3 separate regions of the Sus scrofa genome follow, and all the other regions are linked to region 1. Evidence: chromatin contacts called from public promoter capture Hi-C data. All regions are on one chromosome and are shown on one strand. Each heading gives the region's core, a stretch centred on a gene start, on an enhancer-like site or on the middle of the called end of the contact. The rest is flanking DNA. Distances are from core to core; before and after follow the strand shown.

Region 1 (4,442 bases), core at 1,834-4,333:
GTTGCCCTGTAACCATTACAGAAATCCAATCAATCATCAGCCAATCTTTCCACAAAGAGACTTACAGACAAGCAAATAAACTGCTCATCCTCAAAGGTGCACCACTTGACAAGCGTTTAAAAATGAACTTTTAATTTAAAAAGTTGTAGATTTGCAGAAAAATTGTGAAATCCCATATACTGTATTATCTTATATTAGTATGATGCATTTGTTACAATTAACGAACCACCAATAATACATCATTAGTCAAAGTCCATGCCTTATTTAGACTTCCTTGCCCTTTGCCTGGTCTAGGAGCTCATGTTATATTTAATCACGTCTCTTTAGGCTGCTTTCGGCTCTGACGGTTTCTCTGACTTTCCTTGGTCTTGATGACCTCGACAGCCATCAGATGTTGTGTAGGTCGTCCCTCTGTTGGGATTTGTTGGCTGTTTCCCTCCTCATTAGACCAGCGTTGTGGGTTTTGGGGAGGAAGAGCGCAGAGGTCTGGTGCCACTTTTGCATCCTGCCCTGGGAAGGGTGCCTCCTATCGACATGACTGCTCACGGTGGGTGCTGACCTTGATCTCCTGGCTGAGGAGGGACGGTCAGTTTGCTCCACGGCAAGTCACTCCTGCTTCCCCCTTCTCACACTGAGCTCTTGGGAGGAAAGTCACTCTGCACAGCCCGTATCCAAGGGGGGGCAGTTTTCCTCCACCTCCTCGAGGGCAAGGTGTCTACACACAGGAATTCCCGTCGTGGCTCAGGGGAAAGGAATCTAACTGGTATCTATGAGGATCCGGGTTTGATCCCTGGCCTCGCTTGGTGGGTTGGGGATCCAGCCTTGCTGTGAGCTGTGATGTAGGTAACAGACAGGGCTTGGATCCTGAGTTGCTGTGGCTGTGGTGTAGGCCGGCAGCTGCGTCTCAGATTTGACCCCTAGCCGGGAACATCCATATGCTGTGGGTTCAGACCTAAAAAGCAAAAAAAAAAAAAAAAAAAAAAAAAAAGAAGTCCACACACAAATTATTTGGAATTTTTTTGCACAGGTCTCTTTTGTCTCTTCTCATTTACCAATTCAATCATTTATTTTTTTAATTTTTATTTTTTTAGGACCACAAGTGTGGCATATGGGAGTTCCCAGGCTAGGGGTCGAACTGGAGCTGCAGCTGGGGGCCATGTCTGCGACCTACACTACAGCTCACGGCAACACCAGATCCTTAACCCACTGAGCGGGGCCAGGGATTGAACATGCATCCTCATGGATACTAGTCAGGTTCGTTTCCACAGAGGAACCCAGTTCTTAAGCAGCAGGACTGCAGAAGACAGAGCGAGGGAAAACAAGGAGGGGTGGGGTCCCACGCGGGCTCATGTGTCCAGGAGACTGGCCGCTAGGGTCAGATACGAATGGGAGGTCACAGAACCTATAGCCCAGAATGGGGCTCCTGGGCTGGTAGGATCTGGGCTATGCCTGGACAGAGGCTCTGTCCTCTCTTCTGTATGAGAACCCTGAGTCTCAGTCACCTGTCCCCAGATGTTGCACAGCAACAGGGAAAAGCACAACCATTCCTGGGATTTGCTCAGACTTGAGCAACCATCCAGCTCAGCCACAGGCAGGAGACCCCCCTGGCTGGAATGAATTAAGGAAGAGGCAGTACAGGGACCCAGGGTAGTGAGCACTGGATGGCAGGCAGAGATGCAGGCCTGACCCTACCTCTTGCCAATCTTTCCAGGAGGACACAAGGGAGAATTTGCCAAGTGGTTTGGTGGAAGATTGGATCACTGGGTTTCCTTCCTATACTTGGCAAAGGTGGAGAAGCTGCTGAGTGGGCAAAAAATAGGCTTCTCTAAAACACTGGCCTCACCAGCCTCCAGGCTCTGCCCATTCGTTTTCTCATTTAATCCTGGCCCATCTCAATGCAGGAGACACTACCCGTCATTCTTATTTTGCAGATGGGGAAACGGAGGCTCCAGAAGGTGAGAAGGGAGCTGAAGGTTCTCTCTCCACACCCCCACCCCACCCCCCGCAGTGCTATGCAGGCAACAGGCGGCTTCTGTAAGCAAGTCACATTCACCAGGGCTTCAGGCCACACCAGCAAAGGGGGCAGGGGATGCTGATTCAGCAAATTGGCACGCCCACCCAGAGGGTCCACGCCCGGCCCCGCCCTCTTGAGGAGCCCCCGTCTCCAACGGGCCTGAAAGAAGTGGCTAGAACAAATCCAAATCCAAAGGCCCCCAGTTTCCTCATCTGTGGCCTGTGGCCACAGTTCTTGAACGCTGCAGTTTCCAGAGACCCGCTAGCAGTGCTCGCCCTGAACCCCGGGAGCACGCCTGCAGCTCCGGACCCACCCGGGGGCGAGGGGATGGAGGAGGGCTCTGCTGTTCCTTCCCGGCCCCTATCCCACACCCCAGGTCTCTTCCCAAGAGAGCACCCCCGAAAAAGCAAATGTCGCCTCAGCAGCCCCTCTGGGTCGCCTGCTTCTCCAAAGCCGTCGTTCCCGCCTTCCGAGCCCAGGTCCCGACATTGCGGGCTAGGGCGCCATAAGGACCGCGGGACGATCCAAGGCGGCGAGGGTCGCGCAGACAGCCGGCACCAGGAGGAAGGTGGAGGCGGTGGAAGGAACTCAGAGCTGGAAGAGTGGAAAGCGGCAAAGGAACCCACTCGGATGGCTGGTGCCCTGACCCCAGGGTCGGAGCCCCGAGGCCCGAGCTCCGCCCCTGATCCGCCCCGCCCCATCCAGAGCAGGTTCCTCTGAGCAGCCCTGCTCTCTCTTCTTCTGGGGCAGTCAAGCTCTGTGCCCGCCTGTCTTTCAATCTCTGTCTTGCCCCGCCCACAACCTGTTCCGCCTACAAATCCCCCCTCCCACTCCAGGAGCACCGCTCCACTCGCGATCGCCGGGCGGGGCCAACCTGGGGCTGCCCGCCGAGAAGCCTAGGTGGCTGAGGCTCGGGCCCTCGACTTGGGCGAAGGAGCCCGACAGAGGGACAGAATATCTTGGGACCCCAATTCTCTCTGTTCCATCCTGCCGCTGGGGACCTGCGGGTCGGCCAGCCGGCGCCTCGGGTTGGGAGAAATCTGAGACACGTGGTTTCTAAAGCCCCCAGAGTGCACGGAAAATTTTATGGTTCAGGTTACAGAAGAAATTGGGCAGCGGTGCGGGAGGGCAGAAAAAGCCCCAGTCGCGGGCTCCCACCTACTGCGGGTCCGGTGGGCAGTTTCCGTGGCTTTCCTGGACCCGATGCCGTGACGCTATCCCCAGTATCCTAAAGGGTTCAATCTCTTTCTATTGGTTGCATATTACGGATGACGCTGAGGGCCATAAGGCGAACTACGCGGCCGAGTTCCTACGTTCGGCTCCGGGTCACCGCCGCGACCGGTTACATCTACGCGTTAGAAGCGGGGACAGTTAGCAGATCTCCCTAGATGTTTCTTTGTTTCTGACGGGTGTGTGAAAGCTGGGTGCCGGGGACTCACGCCCCGTCCCATGAGAGCTGTCCCTTCCCGCTCCGCTTCACAGTCACCCCTGGCAACCTCCAGGCGCCGGAGACCCGCCCCTTTAGAGAGAGCCTGAGCCCGGGCCATCTTTGTTTCTCGCGCCCTCCCGCGGTGCCGGCGAAACGAACATGGCCCATGCTGCACGGGTTCTCTGGCCCAGCGGGCGCGCCCTGGCCTGGAGACTGGGCGGTCGTCCCTCTCTAAGACTCCCCGAGCAGAGCCGGGCGGGCTTCACCGGAGCGGCGGGAGGCCCAGGCCCCACCGCCACCACCCGCAAGGGGGGCCCACGGCTCCTGGGGGCGGCAGCACTGGCCTTGGGGGGCGCCCTGGGGCTGTACCACACCGTGCGGTGGCACCTTCGCGCCCAGGACCTCCGAGCGGAGCGCACAGCCGCGCAGGTAAGCCCTGGCCAGACCGAGCCTTGGGTGGGGGCGCTGGGATCAGCGCCGAACTTCGGGACTTCTGGGAACCGGCGGGGTCAGGAATCGTCTCCTCTGTCCATTCTTGACCTTGAGCGAGTGACTTGGTTTTAAGTCTCTGATCCCTCAGCGTCCTCATCTGTGAAATGGGGCGCTAATGTCAGCTAACGAGAATTGTCTTTGTTTTAAGGTCGTTTTTCTAACCGGCTTTAAGACTTCTTAATAGAAAGATTTGGCGATCACTGAAACGGAAAGCCTCTTTCACAGTTTATCACTTTAGCAAACGTTTGTCTCCCTCCTACCGTCTCCAAATCCTGAGGTTGTGTGTTTATTTATTAGTACTATTATTAGTGTTTTTACGAAACCGATGACCCTAGCTGCCCTTACGATGCTTTGTACACAGCACCAGCCCCGTCCCATCACACCCCACAGGCGCCTGGTTTCGGAATCCAAGGGAACCAGAATGGCAGATGGGGAGTAGATTTCTCTGTATCTCCCTGTCCACCCCCCCCCCCACCCATGGTCCAGCTTCAGTCTCCCATCTCTGAA
Region 2 (4,836 bases), core at 1,608-4,107, 75 kb after region 1:
TGCGGGTTCGGTCCCTGCCCTTGCTCAGTGGGTTAACGATCCGGCGTTGCCGTGAGCTGTGGTGTAGGTTGCAGACTCGGCTCGGATCCCGCGTTTCTGTGGCTCTGGCGTAGGCCGGAGACTACAGCTCCGATTCGACCCCTAGCCTGGAAACCCCCATATGCCATGGGAACGGCCCAAGAAATAGCAAAAGACAAAAAAAAAAAGAAAGAAAGAAAGAAAGAGATCTTGGGCCTGGGAGGGGCCCCATCTGTGCAGATCCATTTGGAAATTTCCCTGGAAAAGACTTCTTAACTCTGGGAGAAATTCTAGACAACTGGCTGGGGCCTCGTGGGGTGGCAAGGTGGTTACTGAAAGAAACAGGCAGGGACAAACCCATTCTTTTGGTTCAAGAGGATGAGCTAAACTTGGCATGGTGTTTCCAAAGCGTGATGGGGTTCTCAAAATGGACTTTCCAGTGCTGGAGGCCCCGAGGCTGAGCTGGAATGTGCTGGTTCTCTGCTGAATCATGCGTCACCTTCTCTGCCCCACCCTTCCCCTGGCCACCTCCTGGGCAGCTCTCAGGAACCCAGCCTGGATGCCACGTTCTCAAGAGGCTCTCCCTACCTCCTCCCCTCTCCCCCAGCCCAGGCAGGCTCTCCCCTGCTGTGCCCTCTCGTAGCTCCCAAGGGGAGCATCATACAACATGGTAGCCCTTAGCCTCATCCGGAGTGGACTCGCTTCTTTTCCAGCTGATCCCTCACTGGGACCCTCTTGGCTTCAGCAACCTCGTCCACTTTGTTCTCACCTAGAGCCTGACTCTGTGAGGGGCTCTGGTCAGGAGAGAGTAGGCTGTTGTGGAGGTGGTTGTAGGAGCCCCAGTAAAGGATGGTAGAGAGAGAGGTTAATCTTGGGGATGTTGGGAAATCACAGTAAGTTAATAATTGCTCAAGAAAAAGCCATCAGAACGAGGCAGGCCTGCTTGACTAGTGGAGGCAATGGGTCGATGGAGGCATTGGGTCGATGGAGGCATTGGGTCAGGGATGGAATGAGGCCTGCATTCAGATTCAGACCCAGGGCAGGAGTTGAGGACAGCCCTTCTGCTGATTTGAATGCACACCTTACTGGATACTAAGGAGGAGCTACTACTGGAAGAAAGAGGAGGAAGAGGCGGTCTTTTCCAACCCCCACTCCCCTTGGATAATAAAACTGTAGCCCACCGGATCTTGGGGGCAGAGCCTCCTGCCTGCCCGCTTGCGTCTCTCACAAGCATTCTATCTCTCTCTTTTTTTTTTTTAGGGCCACACCCTGGGCATATAGAAGTTCCCAGGCTAGGGGTCAAACAGGAGCTACAGCTGCCGGCCTACGCCAGAGCCACAGCAATGGGCGATCCAAGCCCATCTGCCACCTACACCACAGCTCCTGGCAATGTTGAATCCTTAACCCACTGTGCGAGGGCAGGGATCGAACCTGCATCCTCATGGATACTAGCTGGATTGCTTCCGCTGAGCCACAACGGGAACTCGCTGGGTATCTATTTAACTCATTTTTTTGGAGTTCCCTGATGGCCCAGCAGTTAAAGATCTCCAGTGGGTCAAGCTGTGGCGCGTGTTCTATCCCTGGATTGGGAACTTCTACATGGCATAGGAGCAGGGAAAAAAATTCCCCTTTTCATTTCAGTGTTGATGGCACTGAGTACCAATAGCATTCCCGAGGGATGTTTTGCCTTTCCCCATCTGCTAGATGAAGAGACTGAGGCCAGGAGGACTCACCTGCTGGCGCATCATTTGTATGTGGCAGGGCTGGGGGTCCACCCCAGGTGTGTCTGGCTATGCTGCCTCCTCCTTGTGAGTCAGCTTCTCCTGAGAGGCTGAGCATGAATCAGCCTTCTGGAGCTGTGGCCTGGACTCTGGACCTGCAACAGGTTGACAGGTGTGTCAGGAACCGCACCCCGAGTGGCCCAGCCTCACCTGAGTGTTGTGACCTTGGGCAGGTCACACCTTCTCGCTGGGCTGTGGGGTTTCCCCTCCTGCGGAGAGCCGATGAGAGGATGAGGGATCAGGAATCGAATCGGCAGCCTCATGGATATTAGTTGGGTTCATTACCGCTGAGCCACAACGGGAACTCCCAAATCTCCCAGTTTAAATATTTCAGCTACTAAATATTTGTAAAGCCTGTACAAAGCCGATGAAACACACCTATGGGCTAGAGTCAAACCACATCAGTTGGGCAAGCTGTACCTCACCCTTGGGGGGGAGGGCTGTACCCCTCAGGAGGAGCGAGAGGAGGGCAGCTAGAGGCAGAGTTTGGCAGCAGAAGGCCTGGGCACCAGATCCCTCCTTTTGTGCCTCAGTCTCCGCATCCATATGATGGGTGTTGGCCATTATAGCTGCATCAGTTCATAGGAAAGAGGCCCCTCCCGGACGCCCCACCTTTGCCCAGGCTGGGTCCAACTCACGGGGAGGATCCGGGCTGGGCTCTTTGCTTGGCTCCAGGCTGAGTCAGTCTTGACACATGTGGCAGTGATATTCACATGCCACCTGCCTGTCAGAAACCAAACACAGAGACTGGCCCCCTGCGAGGACACCCACCGAGGCTGAGGCTGGCAGAAGCACCGTTTCTAGGCAGGCCTCCAACACGGTCCTGTCCAGGTGGGAGGCTGGCCCCCAATGGCCTTGTTATCTCCTCTGGCTGTTTTTAGCGCCTGCTCCGCACCCAGGGGCCCTCCCGGCTGCTGCAGTCTAGTTTTTCTTAGAGGAATCATCCCTCCTCCTCGCAGGGTGAGGGAGGGATCCCCACTCTGGCTTGAGTGATAAAGCTGTGGCCCCGGACTGGTCCAAGAGCGGAACACATTCCTCTGATCACAGCGATTGGTTGACGGAGAGCACGTGACCCAAATGGACCAATGAGAGTCTGTCTAGGGACTCTGGCCGTCATCACTGCCATTATTTCCCAGATAGCAAGATGAAAACCTGAGGCTCTGGGAAGGTCACCCCAGGGAGGAAGCGCGCCTAATGACGACACCAACCCAGGAAAGGCTAAGCAGGGGGTGGAGAAGGATTTTAGCTGGGGTTTGAGTACGTGAATCCAGCAACTGATTTTTTTTTTTTGTCTTTTTTTTTTTCCATTTTCTTGGGCCACTCCTGCGGCATATAGAGGGTCCCAGGCTAGGGGTCTAATTGAAGCTGTAGCCACCAGCCTACGCCAGAGCCACAGCCACGCGGGATCCGAGCCGCGTCTGCAACCTACACCACAGCTCACGGCAACGCCGGATCCTTAACCCACCGAGCAAGGCCAGGGATGGAACCCGCAACCTCATGGTTCCTAGTCGGATTCGTTAACCCCTGAGCCACGACGGGAACTCCGAATCCAGCAATTTCTGAAGCAGATCCCTCTTAGATATATCAGCTATAGCACCTGCCCATCTCCGATTGGGGGATGTCATTTTAAGCGGGTGTTTGGCCTTAGCCGCTGAAAGCGTCCTAGTGTTTTTCTCACCCTGAGGGTCTCCAGTTTAGATTCCAGGGCAAAATAGCTTCAGCGTGTTGTCCTAGATTAGATGTTTCTCAAGCTATAACCAGAGATTTCGCTTTAAGATCCCCGGTGCTATTAACACACAGTTCTGAGCCCCACCTCAGACCAACCAAAACTGATAGTGGCGGGGTGGGGACGTGCGGATTTTCAACAGGCTCTCACGTGATTCTGTTTAAACCTCAAGGTCCAGAACACGGTGACCTCTGCCCCTCCTCCTTTCCACCTTCCTCCCTGATGTTGGAACCACGTGATTCCGCCCATCTGGCCACCGCTGATTGGACGAGCAGATGCGACCTGGTACAAACCCGGCCAATTGGCTTTCTCTGCTCCCTAATTTAGAATTGGAGACCCGCTCAGCCTTTAAGGCTGTTTGAACTTTCTTCCACCTCATTCACCAAGAAATAGAAAAGGTTAATCAGGGAGTTCCTGTTGTGGCACAGCAGAAACTAATCCGACTAGTATCCATGAGGATGTGGGTTCGATCCCTGGCCTTGCTCAGTGGGTTAAGGATCCGGTGTTGCCGTGAGCTGTGGTGTCGGTCACAGACGCGGCTCAGATCCTGTGTTGTTACGGCTCTGGCTGTGGTGTAGGATGGCAGCTGTAGCTCTGATTCAATCCGGAGCCTGGGAACTTGCATATGCCGCGGGTGCAGCCCTTAAAAAAACAAAAAACAAAAAGCAAGAAAAGGTTACTCAGCACAAGGAGAGGAAGGAAGGAACACGGGAGGGGAGGCAGGACTGAGAGCGTCCAGCATAAGGGACCACAGTTCGGGAAGGTTCCCAGCCAGACCCCCTGCACAGGTCCCCCTTGCCCGTGCCTGCGTGCTAATTTTATAGACCCTTCCACTATTTGCGGTAACTAACCCGAGTGACTTCTGCGGCTTCTAACCCAGAGATGTGATTTATTTCTCCAAGTCTCAGTCTCATCTGTAAAGTGACCAGCGCTGTGATTCACGACACCGTCCCCCGCTCCCCGCTCTCCCCCATCCCCAACTCCATGCTGTGGGTCCTTACAGAGGAGCCCCGGCTTAAACCACTCATTCTGGCAGGAGAGGTCTTGGTGACCTGAGGTACAGGTGGCAGAAGAATTTTGCTACAACAGTGTTTGTTATCCTTTGATGGCCATTGGAATTCCCCGGAATCTTTTTAAAATTTTTTTATTTTTATTTTTTTTCCCCAGAATCCCTTCTCTTTTTTTTAATGATTTTTATTTTTTTTCCATAATAGCTGGTTTACAGTGTTCAATCAATTTTCTACTGTACAGCATGGTGACCCAGTTATACATGTATACATTCATTGTTTTCACATTACCATGCTCCATCAT
Region 3 (4,589 bases), core at 55-2,554, 92 kb after region 1:
TCGCTCAGTGGGTTAAGGATCCGGCTCGGATCCTGCATTGCTGTGGCTGTGGCGCAGGCCGGCAGCTACAGCTCCGATTGGACCCCTAGCCTGGGAACCTCCATATTCCATGGGTGCAGCCCTAAAAAGACAAAAAAAAAAAAAAAAAAAAAAAGAATGAAGTAAATCCCCCTGTCCAAACATGGAAAGCTATCCAGGGTATGCTGCTAAGTGAAAGGAAATCTTACAGAACAGCATGTATCGTGTGATGCTTTTTGTATAAAAATATGCTGTCATTACATATCGGAAAGATCTGGAGGAATTTCACCCAAACTATTAATAGTGATTCGCTCATTGCAGAGGCAGGGAGGGTGCGCAGGAGACCTTCGCTCCTTATTTCTGTCATGTGGAGCTTTTTACGCTCGGTCTCAGTTTGGTAAGCTGGCGGAAAAATACAAGCATTTTTTTTAAGGATGTGTCTAAAGTGATCCTGGTGGAAAAACAGAATAAACAGGCTTCAGGAACGGACAACACTTGAGGTCTCGGTGTTGAGCCGGTTAGGAGTTCAGGTCTCAGTCTGGGCACAGAGGGACGGGTGGGAAGGGCTTTGAGTTGAGGAGTCGTCAGGGGAGCTGGCGGCTGATGGAGGCTCTGCTGTTGCCACGTGTGGTTCCCAGGTGGCCCTGGGCACAGACCTCCAACTGGCAGATGGGGAAAGAGAGGGTAGAGGAGGAAGTGGGTCAGGTCTGGAAATGATGCTTCTTCGCTTCTGCCCACATCCTTTTAGCCAGAGCTCAGTCATCCTCTGGCCGTGGCTCCTACTGCCTAACCTCTTGCCTTTTGGTCTTCTTCTTCTTCTTCTTTTTTTTTGGTCTTTTTAGGGCCACACCCTCTGCATATGGAATGTCCCAGGCTAGGGGTCCAATTGGAGCTGCAGCTGTCAGCCTACACCACAGCCCCAGCCACACCAGATTGGAGCCGCATCTGTGAGCTACACCAGAGCTCATGGAAATGCTGGGTCCTTAACCCACTGAGCCAGGCCAGGGATCGAACCCCCATCCTCCTGAATACGAGTCGGGTTCGTTACTATTGGGCCACAATGGGAACTCTACGACTGTCCGCTCTTATCACACTGTCGTATCCGAGAACCTCGGCCACGGGAATATCAGGGCTGAGCCCTCCTGCGGCCGAGGTTACCCGTCACCCAGAGGAAGGAAGTGCTTATGCAGCACATTCTAGAACTTTAACTCTGCTGAGGGAGGCCCAGCCTGTTCGGTGCGGTCTGGTCCATCCGTCAGGAACACGGCCTTCTGACCTGGTGTCCCCGCCTGCCTCCCCCTCCCAGAGGCCGGGCTCCTCACCTAGGGCGGGGCTGTTAGAAGATGAACCCGGGGTCAGGGAGCCCCAGGAATTGTTTGCAAACTGCCATGTGCATCCGCGTGTATCTGCAAGCTGGCAGCACAGACTCGCCAAGGTCAAGGAGCAGGTGGCTGCTGTTCCCTGTGTCCTGCCTGCACGCCCTGTGCAGCTCCCAGCTACTCTCTGAGGAGGCCCAGATGGACAAACCGAGGCTCAGAGAGGGGACATCACTCACCCAAGGTCACACAGCATCTAGGGCATAAGGCTGAGAAGAGAGTGCACGCAGGTCTGCTGACCCCAAACCTAGTGTTCCTCATCCTTGCTCTGCTTCATTCATTCCTTCATTCATTCATCCCCTACTGTGTGCCAGGCTCCGTGTCAAGGATAGAGCAGTGAGCAAAACCCCAAAATGCCAAGTCCTGGCTCTCAAGGAGTTGGAGTTCAGGGGTGGTAGGAGACAGATAATAATAAAAATAATACCAACAACGAATAGAGGGTATCAGACAGTAGAGTATTCCTATGAAGACTTTTGAAAGCCAACATGGCATAAGGCAAAGACACAATTACTTTAGGACACAGCTTGTACAAAATAAGCCAAGACAGGTGTTCGCCGGTGGTTCAGGGGGTTAAGGATCAGGTGTTGTCACTGCTGTGGCTCTGGTTACTGCTGTGGCTTGAGTTTGGTCCCCTGGAAACTTCCACATGCCACTGGAAGGGAAAAAAAAAAAATAAGGAGAGAGAGAGAGAGACAAAGCACAGACGCTCATAAACAAAGTTCAAATCTTTGGTGGTTTGACACCGGGATGCTGAGTACAGTTCCTCAGAAGCAGCTTGGCAGCGCCACTCTCGCTGCATGGGGTGCATGCGGCCTCTGCAGAGGCCTGTGCAAAACAAATTTGGAGTGCTATTTTCTACTTTCACTTTTCACCATTTTTTGTGGTTTTATTTTTTGGTTTTTTAGGGCTGCACCTGTGGCATGTGAAAATTCCCAGGCTAGGGGTCTAATTGGAGCTGTAGCTGCCGGCCTACACCACAGGCACAGCAACCCGGGATCTGAGCCGCATCTGCGACCTACACCACAGCTCACAGCAACGCCAGATCCTTAACCCACTGAGCGAGGCCAGGGATCGGACCTGCCCCCTCATGGATGCTAGTCGGGTTTGTTACTAGTCGGGTTTGTTAACCACTGAGCCATGATGGGAATCCCTATGTACATATAATTTTTGAAAATTTTGGAACCACGGGAAAGTATTATCTATTTCAAAAATTAAATGAAAAAAAAAAAGTTGCTGTTATTCCAAGTGAAGAACAAAGCTGTTGATTCCTTGTGGTTTGGAACCAGAAATCTCGTGGGCAGGCCGGGGGGGCCCCCCAGGGAAACGCAGGCAAAGACCTCCACACGGCGGAGGGGCAACCTCATTCCCACAAAACATTGTCGTCTGTCACATTGGGTTTGGGCAGTCATTTGGGTGCTGTTGTTCTTGAAGTTTGGTTTGTGCTTAATTTGTAGCTGTGTGGTGTGGTGGCCAAGAATCCAGGACTTGGGACCCTGGCTGTGTGTCTCCACATCCTGGCTCTGCCACGTCCTAGCTGTGCGATTAGGGACAAACGACTCCCGTCTCTGAGCCTCAGTTTCCTCTTCTGTACAATGGGGACACTAACTGTCCCTAACTCGCAGGTGGTAGTAAGGACTGGGTGAGTTAGTAATACAGGTTGGGGGCACAGAGCAGGGGGTGCAATACTTGTCAGCTAGTGTGGTCATCATGTTCATAGGTACTGAGGGACCAGATTAATGGCAATAATTGATGTCACCTTTCTGGGGCTCTGAGAAGTTGTCTCCTTTTTTTGTGTGTGTGGTTGTGATGTGCAGTAGCTTGAAGTGGGATCTCTCGGGTCCCAGATGAAGGGTTGAACCCAGGCCATAGTGGTGAGAGGGCCAAATCCTAGCCACTAGACCACCAGGGAACTCCCGTGGTTTTCTCCTTTTAAATTTTAAATTTTTATTTTTTTGTGGTCTTTTTAGGGCTGCACCTGAGGCATATGGAGGTTCCCAGGCTAGGGGTCAAATCAGAGCTGTTGCCACCGGCCTATGCCAGAGCCACAGCAATGCCAAATCCAAGCTGCGTCTGTGACTTACACCACAGCTCACGGCAACACCAGATCCTTAACCTACTGAGCAAGGCCAGGGATGGAGCCTGCAACCTCATGGATGCTAGTCAGAATCTTTTCCGCTTGAGCCACACCGGGAACTCTGGCTTTCTCCTTTTATATGGATATTTATATTATTCGAGGAAGTTCCCTTGTGGCACATTGAGTTAAAGATCCAGGATTGCCACGGCTGTGGCTCAGGTGGAAACTGTGGCACAGGTTTTATCCCTGGCCCAGGAACTTCCACATGCCTTGGGTGCAGCCAAAATAAAATATATTACTCGAGCTGGAGGAGCAGTGGGCTCCCACGTGCACGGCCCCTCCCCAGCCCAGCACCATGCTCCCGTGGGCTGGCCTTGTCTGCCCCCTCCCCAGCCGCCTCCCCTCCCCCATCCTAGGCTGAGACTGAACTGTGCCGGGTAGGGAGGGTCTGTTCCCCCGACAGCCCTGCTGTCCAGCCTGGTGCCTGACCCAAACTAGCATCTAGAAAACACTGGATGAAAATGAATGCAAGCCAGCGTGAATGAGTGGAAAATCCAGCAGCGTACATGTGACCACGGGACTAAACGTCTCAGGTGATCGGGGAAGGCTTCCAGGAGGAAGTGGGGTTGGTGGGGGGGGGTGTGGTGAGAAGGGTGTTCTAGGTGGAGGGCTCAGCCTGTACAAAGGTTCAGAGACCAGGCAGCATTTTATTTCTTCAGGGGAACTGAAAGCAGATTGATCTGGGTGGAGGTCAGACGGGGAGGGGGGAGGTCACGGGGAGGGGGGAGGGGCAGGCAAGTGAGCAGGGCTCAGATCACTGGCTGCCAGGAAGGGGGCAAACTTTGCCCAGAGCAGGAGGGGAGATGTGGCCCAGGCTAGGGCATCCAAGGCAAGACGGGAGCAAAGAAACTTCTGGCTGATCTGGTGCCCCACCCCCTTGGCTGCATATTGCTGTGTTGGCTTGGGACAAGTTGCTTCCTCTTTCTGGGTCTCAGTTCTTCCATCTGTGGAATGGGCACTGCGTTCTTATGAGGGCAGATACCAGATGGAACCACAATATGCCCTCCCCCAGCCTGCTGATGGGCTGGGAGCATCTGCTGGTTGGCAGGACCGTCTGACAC

What was found. Promoter capture Hi-C pulls out the DNA fragments that hold promoters and counts their contacts.
Region 2: a contact with region 1 is called in a promoter capture Hi-C map of fetal liver, with 2.4 times the contacts expected there. The contact joins the enhancer-like site here to the promoter of PTGES2 in region 1. A contact is called at or near these places in 2 of 5 promoter capture datasets (fetal liver and liver), 9 of 47 Hi-C or Micro-C datasets (embryonic fibroblasts, epiblast stem cells, fetal liver and 4 more) and 1 of 2 datasets of contacts at active chromatin or transcription factors (skeletal muscle).
Region 3: a contact with region 1 is called in a promoter capture Hi-C map of liver, with 3 times the contacts expected there. The contact joins the enhancer-like site here to the promoter of PTGES2 in region 1. A contact is called at or near these places in 3 of 5 promoter capture datasets (fetal liver and liver), 12 of 47 Hi-C or Micro-C datasets (differentiating spermatogonia, embryonic fibroblasts, fetal liver and 6 more) and 2 of 2 datasets of contacts at active chromatin or transcription factors (alveolar macrophages and skeletal muscle).

What each region holds. Positions count from the first base shown.
Region 1 is chr1:268,589,997-268,594,438 of Sscrofa11.1, reverse strand. It overlaps PTGES2 (prostaglandin E synthase 2), which reads left to right and starts at 3,083. Exons shown (of 7, transcript XM_001927936.5): 1 at 3,083-3,872. The coding sequence starts at 3,603.
Region 2 is chr1:268,514,337-268,519,172 of Sscrofa11.1, reverse strand. No RefSeq gene overlaps it. Among named protein-coding and RNA genes, the nearest start is that of NAIF1, 15 kb to the left of the region's middle. Within about 2 kb of position 2,857, at least 24 of the 83 cell types and tissues checked have an H3K27ac peak or open chromatin away from gene starts, as enhancers often do. A contact at or near this core is called in fetal liver and liver, where this site is marked.
Region 3 is chr1:268,496,271-268,500,859 of Sscrofa11.1, reverse strand. It overlaps LOC110256295 (a long non-coding RNA gene), which reads right to left. Exons shown (of 2, transcript XR_002337672.1): 2 at 4,156-4,589. Among named protein-coding and RNA genes, the nearest start is that of NAIF1, 33 kb to the left of the region's middle. Within about 2 kb of position 1,304, at least 16 of the 83 cell types and tissues checked have an H3K27ac peak or open chromatin away from gene starts, as enhancers often do. A contact at or near this core is called in alveolar macrophages, liver and retroperitoneal adipose tissue, where this site is marked.